Regions from separate parts of the Mus musculus genome. Here region 1 is linked to region 2. A link is a contact called in public promoter capture Hi-C data. All regions are on one chromosome and are shown on one strand. The core of a region is the stretch at or near the end of the contact, and the rest is flanking DNA. Distances in the headings are between cores, read along the strand shown.

Region 1 (3,402 bases), core at 630-3,129, 150 kb after region 2:
GGAAACAGCTTATTTCCTTTTTTGTGCTATTGTTTGAGATGATTGCTGACTTTCGAGTTTTCCTTAAGAACAATTTATTTTGATATCTGCAATTAGGGTTTCCCTTGAGATTAAGGTACACAGTCAAGGACAGAACATCATCTCTGACCTGCATGGAGTGACTTACAAACTCAATTCAGCTTGGTTTGAAAGCACCATTAGCCATGGAAGGAACAGGTTAGACTCTAACCCTTAAAGGGATCGGATGGGCAGCTCTAGGCCACCAGCCAGGAGCTTGAAGCATTAGGGGTCAAACTTCAATCTGCCCTTCTGAAGGTTCCTCATCCAAGGTTTCTTCCTCGGGGTCTATTGATCGATAGATGCTCAATATACTCTTGCTGAATGCATGGGATTTATCATTTGTCCTGGAACTTACAAATAAGCAATAAAATACACTCCTGGGCTTCTTGATGGTCAGTTCTGGCCAGCTGTGTCCACACTTGACTCATTTCATACCTTTAGCAGAGGAACTAAGAAGGAAGAGGGACTCTCAGCATCATATTCCGAAAGGAAAAAAAGAGGAATTTGACAGGAGAGCCATCTGAGCCCTTCCGCATTTACCAGGTCCTTCCTCAAACCCTCAGCTCAGAGCCTTCCAAATGGAGAGGTGATGGCTGCCTTGAGGAGCAGCCTCCATATTGCTTCTCCTTTTCATGATCTTGCCTCTGAAACACTCCTGACCTCTCTACCTCACAGTTCTCAGCTGTGAATTGGGACAACTTGTAGAATTGCTTATGTGTGGCAGGCTGTACACATGTGCAAGCACACATATAGGCATGCTTGTGGGGGCCAGCCTGCAACCTGGGGAGTGTTCCTTAGGTGCTGTTGCTCTCTCTCTCTCTCTCTCTCTCTCTCTCTCTCTCTCTCTCTCTCTCTCTCTCTGTATGTGTGTGTGTGTGTGTGTGTGTGTGTGTGTGTGTGTGTGTGTGTATGGGGGTTGTCTATTACTTTACGGTTTCTGGGGATTGAATTCAGTCCCTCGTGTTTTCAGGGCAAGTACTCTATCAATTGCACCTCTCCCCAGCCCCTGTTTAGATTATTGAGAAGATTAAACTCACTTGTTCTTGTGTAGTCCCAGCACACTGCCTGGGCCCCAGTGCCCAGTGCTGACCTCCATTATACATGCAGCAGAGCATGGATTCCCAAGGCCTGTTGGGACAGGCCCAAGCAGCTTTAGCAAGAAGGATGTTTAGGGCTGAAGATACGCCTAGGAGGAGGCAGTGAATCTGTGGAGGCTCGCACATACCCTGTCCCTTTGCCCTCCTACTCAGTAACTGGGTGTTGCTTGATGGAAACAAACAAGCACCAAGAGCCTCACCTCTGTCTTCCACTGGCTTCTCACATCCGTGTAGACATCGACCAGCTCATCTATCTCTTTAACGGAGGTCTCGGGAGTTGTGTGCAAGGGGACAATCACGAAGTCCTTGACAGCTGAGGAATGGCAAATAGGAGGTGGCACAGTGAGAATTCTGGTTTCTTTTTTAAAACACGGAAATATTATGAGAATATGTTTTTGTCTTAATCCCAGGTGTGAGATATGGGGCTGTTTTAGTTTGACCACAGCCTCTGACTGTGACTTGTCTCGTGCTCTGTGAGGGGTGTGATTTTGCCAGCTGCAGATAGATTCTGATTTGGAATTCTGGGGACTTTTCAGAGGGGTATATAAAAGTTAGGTCCCCAAGAGGCGTAGTTGGTTGTTGGCCCATTGCTGATTGCTGCTAGTCACAGTTTGTTAAGTAGTTGTGTGCAAGAAAGAAACAACAAGAAGACCTTAGATATCCTGACAGTGCAGATCAAACTTGTTCCAAGGAACTCAACACCCCTAAACAGCAGGAAATAGTCTGACAACCACTTCCTGTTAAGGGCCCACTAATACTGCCTGAGAAACTGTCCCTTCTAGGAGGCACTGCTACATGTGGAGGCTGGAGACAGGCTCCAGCCAGTGGCTGGGACTTCAGGACTTAGAGCCACCAGGACACTTGTTTTCTTTTAGGACATAGAAGACTCCTCCCTCCCATCTGTACTCTCTCCAGTTAAAAGGAAGCTGGTGGCACCTGCTGGCACTGTGCGTTCTCTCTTTCCTCTCCTTCTTTTTCCTTTCTTTTTAAATGTGTGTGTGTGTGTGTGAATCTATATGTGTGTCTCTGTGTGTGTTATCTCTGTGTGTGTCTGTGTGTGTATCTGTGTGTGTGTATCCGTGTCTGTGTATGTGAATGAGTGTGTGTGACTGTGTGTCTGTTTGTGTGTCTGTGTGTGTATGTTTGTGTGTGACTATGTGTGTCTGTGTGTGTGTGACAAATCACATTGAAGAGTTGGTTTTCTCCTATGTGGGTTCTGAGGGTCTCACCTGCTCTTTCTTTTTCAAAATTTTTCTCTTGGTTTATTTGGAGTAATAAAAACTGTTTATGTTTTATGGCAGTATCATTCTTTTCTAAGAGTAATAAATTCATCTGGGTGGGGGGGCACACATCTGTATTCCTAAACTTGGGAAGCTGAGACAGAAGGATCAGAAGTTTCTCAGGCAGTATTAGTGGGCCCTTAACAGGAAGTGGTTGTCAGACTATTTCCTGCTGTTTAGGGGTGTTGAGATCCTTGGAACAAGTTTGATCTGCACTGTCAGGATATCTAAGGTCTTCTTGTTGCCTCAAAAATGAAAAGGGTGACTTAGATCAGACAGACAAAAGGTAACTTGTGATAGGGCCTTAGTGACTACTTTGTTTAAAGTGGCCTTCTGGGGCTGTAGGTGTCCAAGGTGACTAAGGCAAGATGAATGCCCGGCATATGTGCATTTATTTTGCTTTTGTCTCCTCTGCTACCTTAAACTTTGGCTCCGATTCTGAGTTGACATGATCACCATTTAAGGAGTCAACAAGTCTCTCATCCCCTGAGACTGAAGACAGATGTTCTCATCATTCCAGAAACAGTGAACCCTGCAGGCAGGTCAAGCCCTGTCGGAAACCTAGGCAGAAACCCCAGGTAGTAGCAATGTCCTCCAGGACACCCAAGTTGCCCCCTGGGGCCAGTCACAACACTCATGTGACATCATGACCAGGACTGCTGACCAGTGTCCAGCTCTACCTCCCCTGGCTTCTCTTCTTTGCTGCCTCTCTCTGCTTTCTGGGGGTCTTGCCAGAGTCCCCCAGGACAGGGCTCAGGACACTGCCACCTGCTTCCTGCTGTTGCCACAGCAGCAATTGTGCCTTTCTTGTTTCCCCACCACCATCTCAGGTGGGACTCTTGGGGTGCTAGGTGCTAGGTGCCAAGTGGCAGACCTGATTTTTTGTGAGTCCTAGACCCTGACTATGGACTCTGATAATATGTTTGGCTTTTGTACTAAAAAGAAAATGAAAAATGGAGGCTGGC
Region 2 (3,540 bases), core at 451-2,950:
GGAGTCTGGTGAGGAGCATGGCAGCAGGCAAGCAGGCATGGTGCTGGGACAGTAGAGGAAAGTTAATATCTTATCTGTATGTAGGAGGTCAAGAGAGCTGCGAATGGTATAGCTTTTAAAAGCTCAAAGCCCATCCCAGGCCACACCTCCTAATCCTTCCCAAACACTTCTACTAAGTGGGGACCAAGCATTCAGATATACGAGGTTTTGGTGGGCATTTTCATCCAAACCACCACAGTTTGGACAATCATTTTCCTTTTTTAATTTTTTTTCCCTACTGGCTCCTTTGCTCTTCACCTTTTCTTTCATTAATCCATTCTTTTTGTCTCTTACAATATCCCCCCCCCATTTTTTTTCAAATTTAAAGCATGTGTGTGTGTACGTGTGTGAGAGTGTGTACCTGTGCACATGTGTATATGTGTATGTGAGTCACACCCCATGTGTAAAGGTCAGAGGATAGTTCTGGGGGGGTAGTTCTGTTTTTTTCCACCGTGTATGTTGTAGAGATGGAATCTGAGTCATCTTCAGGCTTGGCAGTGGGCATCTTTACTTGCTCGGGCATCTTGCCAACCTTCTTTGTTTTTTGTTTGTTTGTTTGTTGTTTTGTTTTTTAAAGGATGTATTTGTTGTTATTGCATGTGCGAGTGAGTACTTGATTGGCCAGGGCAGGCATGCATTGTCACATCACATCACTTCAGGAGATGCTGGAGGACAACTTGTGGGAATTGGTTCTCTCCTACAGTTTGGTCTTAGAGATTGAATTTGGGTTGCCAGGTTTGCAGGGCAAACACCTTTGTCTGCTAAGCTATCTCACAACCTTCTTTTAAAGGTTTTATTTATTTCTTTTGATGCTGTGTGTATGTGCTTATGTGGGGGGGGGCAGGTAGGACGGCTTTTTATATGAGTGCTGGGGATTGAACTCTGACCTCCATATTTTAGAGGCAAGCACTTTTCTTGACTGGGCCATTTCCCCCTCTCTTTTCTTGCATGTTTGCTTTTGCCTTGTCTGTATAAGAGATGGCCTTTGAAAGAATTGTAATATGCTGATCACCTTTTTGTTGGCTCTGACTGGCCACAGGAAGATGTTTCTCTCCTGCTCTCCAGACAGGCAAGGTGATCTGTAATCCCAGGTGCTTCTCAGGTTTAGAGGCTCATTTGAGCATGAGTGTTTGAAACCAGCCTGGGCAACATAGACTCTACCAGAAGGGGGAGGGGAGGGAGGTAACATTTGAGAGTCTGAGGCAGGTGAATTCAAAGCCAGTCTGGGCTCCAAAGGAAGTGAGGGACAACCCTCCCCCCACAACATTCTCCCTCATGTAGTTGTGGGGTAGAAAAAGACACTCTGGTGTGTCTAGCTCCTAGCAAGCACCCAGGAAATGATAGCTGATTCTGTCCATAGCACTGGTTCCACTTTATCTTGCAAAAACAAGTGCATTCTGCTAATGTCCTGGGTGCAGCTCCTGCTGTCTTGTCAGGATTTAGTGGAAATTAGGAGCAGTAGGGAGCTAGAAAGACAAGAAGGTCTTTCCAGTATCAATCTCTGCAACCACAAGGCCATGCTGACTGCCTTGCATGCTTTCATGTGGATCAAAGTAGCAAAGTGAGCCATCTGTTTCCACCCAGCACCCGGATAGAAGACTAGCAGTCCAGGACTTGGCCCTGGGTATCAATTTCTCTCACTTTAATCCAGGCTCTTATGTCTGGGACATTGTAGGGCAGCCTGTGCCACCTGGCACCAGCACTTTCACTGTCCTAGGTATGCCCTTAACCCTAGCACAGTCCAACCTTGTGCTATGAAGCTTATGGTAGTACTTTAACAGTAATGCTCGGGAACTACCCTGAAGATCCCTGAAGGTTGCTGGATCGGGATGGGCGTAGGAGGCTGCCATAGTGAATTCTGTGGATTCTAATGTAGGAGTGGATCTGGGAAGTGACTGCAGTGTCCTCAGTTCTCCCCGCTACCAGGCTGAAGGGATGTGTTTGCGTCTTGCTTCCTCCATTTGCCTGCTGATTCCATGGGTAGGTTAGACTCCTGACTGATAGGACAACATAATAATCATCATTTTCTTTTCTGTGCCCAGGGAACATCCAGCCCTTTTCCCAAAGGTAGAGTTGGTAAAGGTTCTTGAGTGAGGAAGGCAGATCTGTTTAAGCACAGGAAGGAATGAGTCAGTCAACGGGGCACAATGGCTTTTGTTTCTCCAGCTCGGGCAGGTCAATGTATCAATAGCATCAGCAGCTGTTTAGCCAAGGCTCAGGCTAGCTATTCTTTCTTTTCTTTGGTTTTGTTGTTGTTGTTGTTGTTTTTGTTTGTTTGTTTGTTTTTGGCAGGGGTGGGGTGGGTTTGGTTGTTTTGTTTTGTTTTGTTTTGTTTTGTTTTGTTTTGTTTTCCGAGACAGGTTTCTCTGTGTAGCCCTGGCTGTCCTGGAACTCACTTTGTAGACCAGGCTGGCCTCGAACTCAGAAGTCCGCCTGCCTCTGCCTTCCAAGTGCTGGGATTAAAGACGTGGGCCACCACTGCCTGGCTCCATGCTAGCTATTCCTATTCCCAGGTCTATCGCTAAATTCATTAGGACCCCCTTCTCTGACCTTACTTTTGTGTCTGTAAAAAAACAAGAACGGAATGAGGCCAGCCTCTCCTGGACTCACTCTGGACAGTAAAGGAGCCACCTCCCCTCTCCTACTTTTACATTCTATGGCGGTGTCCATTTCATCCTCACTTAATTTTATTTCCGCCTGCAGTTGACTCACTTTTACAACAGATGTAATTGAAAAGGAGACTTTGTGTCACTATCATAATGGAAAAGCAACATCACTGAGTAAATGGAAGGTAACCATAAATAAACCCAAAACAGTGTTATAAAGTAGCAGCCAGCTTGCCTCTGCTCAGCAGGAGGCCTCTCTGCTTGTAGTAAAAGGGGGAAATGAGCAGCTGAGCTTGTGGAAAGTAACCATGAGCGCACTAATGCTAAGCCCTTCTCCTGGCCTGCTCAGACCTGATGGAGGACTGGACCTGCGGGGAGAACCACATCTCTGATGCATCATGACTGGTAGCCACGCAGCTCTGATTACATTAGTAATTTACAGTGGTTTCCCCCTTTATCTGTGGTTGGAGACCATGGAGATAAACAATGAGTAAGTTTTAAGTTGTACCCCGAGCTGGAGGTGGTGTCTCACCCCTTTAATCCCAACACTTGGAAGGCAGAGGTAGGTGAATTGCTGAGGTCGAGGCCAGCCTGGTCTATAGAGAGAGTTTCAGGACAGCCAGGGCTACACAGAGAAACCCTGTCTCAAAAAACAAGCAAACAAAAACCAAAACAAACAACAAACAAAATTATACCCTATTCTGAGTATAGATTCTTACACCACCCACGTCATCCTTCCGGGACAGATCCATTCAATTGTCAGGAGGGTCTACGTCCCATTTATTTATTCTAAGTCTGCTTTGTAAAACATGATGTAGGTCCAAGAAGCAAACTGAAAGATTATTTGCTGCGATACTGTTTGTGTTAAGTTTTATTTGCATGTGTATGCAAAACC

The links. Capture Hi-C pulls out chosen DNA fragments and counts their contacts.
Region 1: a promoter capture Hi-C map of adipose tissue shows a contact between it and region 2. The contact joins two enhancer-like sites. A contact is called at or near these places in 3 of 484 Hi-C or Micro-C datasets (CD4 T cells, the CH12 cell line and bone marrow-derived macrophages), 10 of 115 datasets of contacts at active chromatin or transcription factors (craniofacial prominence, double positive thymocytes, embryonic hindbrain and 7 more) and 2 of 9 other capture datasets (adipose tissue and pancreatic islet).

Annotation. Positions count from the first base shown.
Region 1 is chr14:7,975,767-7,979,168 of GRCm38.p6, forward strand. Dnase1l3 (deoxyribonuclease 1-like 3) reads right to left here. Exons shown (of 8, transcript NM_007870.3): 5 at 1,358-1,470. Among named protein-coding and RNA genes, the nearest start is that of Dnase1l3, 17 kb to the right of the region's middle. Within about 2 kb of position 1,880, at least 30 of the 459 cell types and tissues checked have an H3K27ac peak or open chromatin away from gene starts, as enhancers often do.
Region 2 is chr14:7,830,696-7,834,235 of GRCm38.p6, forward strand. All of the region lies in intron 1 of Flnb (filamin, beta), which reads left to right. Among named protein-coding and RNA genes, the nearest start is that of Flnb, 15 kb to the left of the region's middle. Within about 2 kb of position 1,701, at least 73 of the 459 cell types and tissues checked have an H3K27ac peak or open chromatin away from gene starts, as enhancers often do.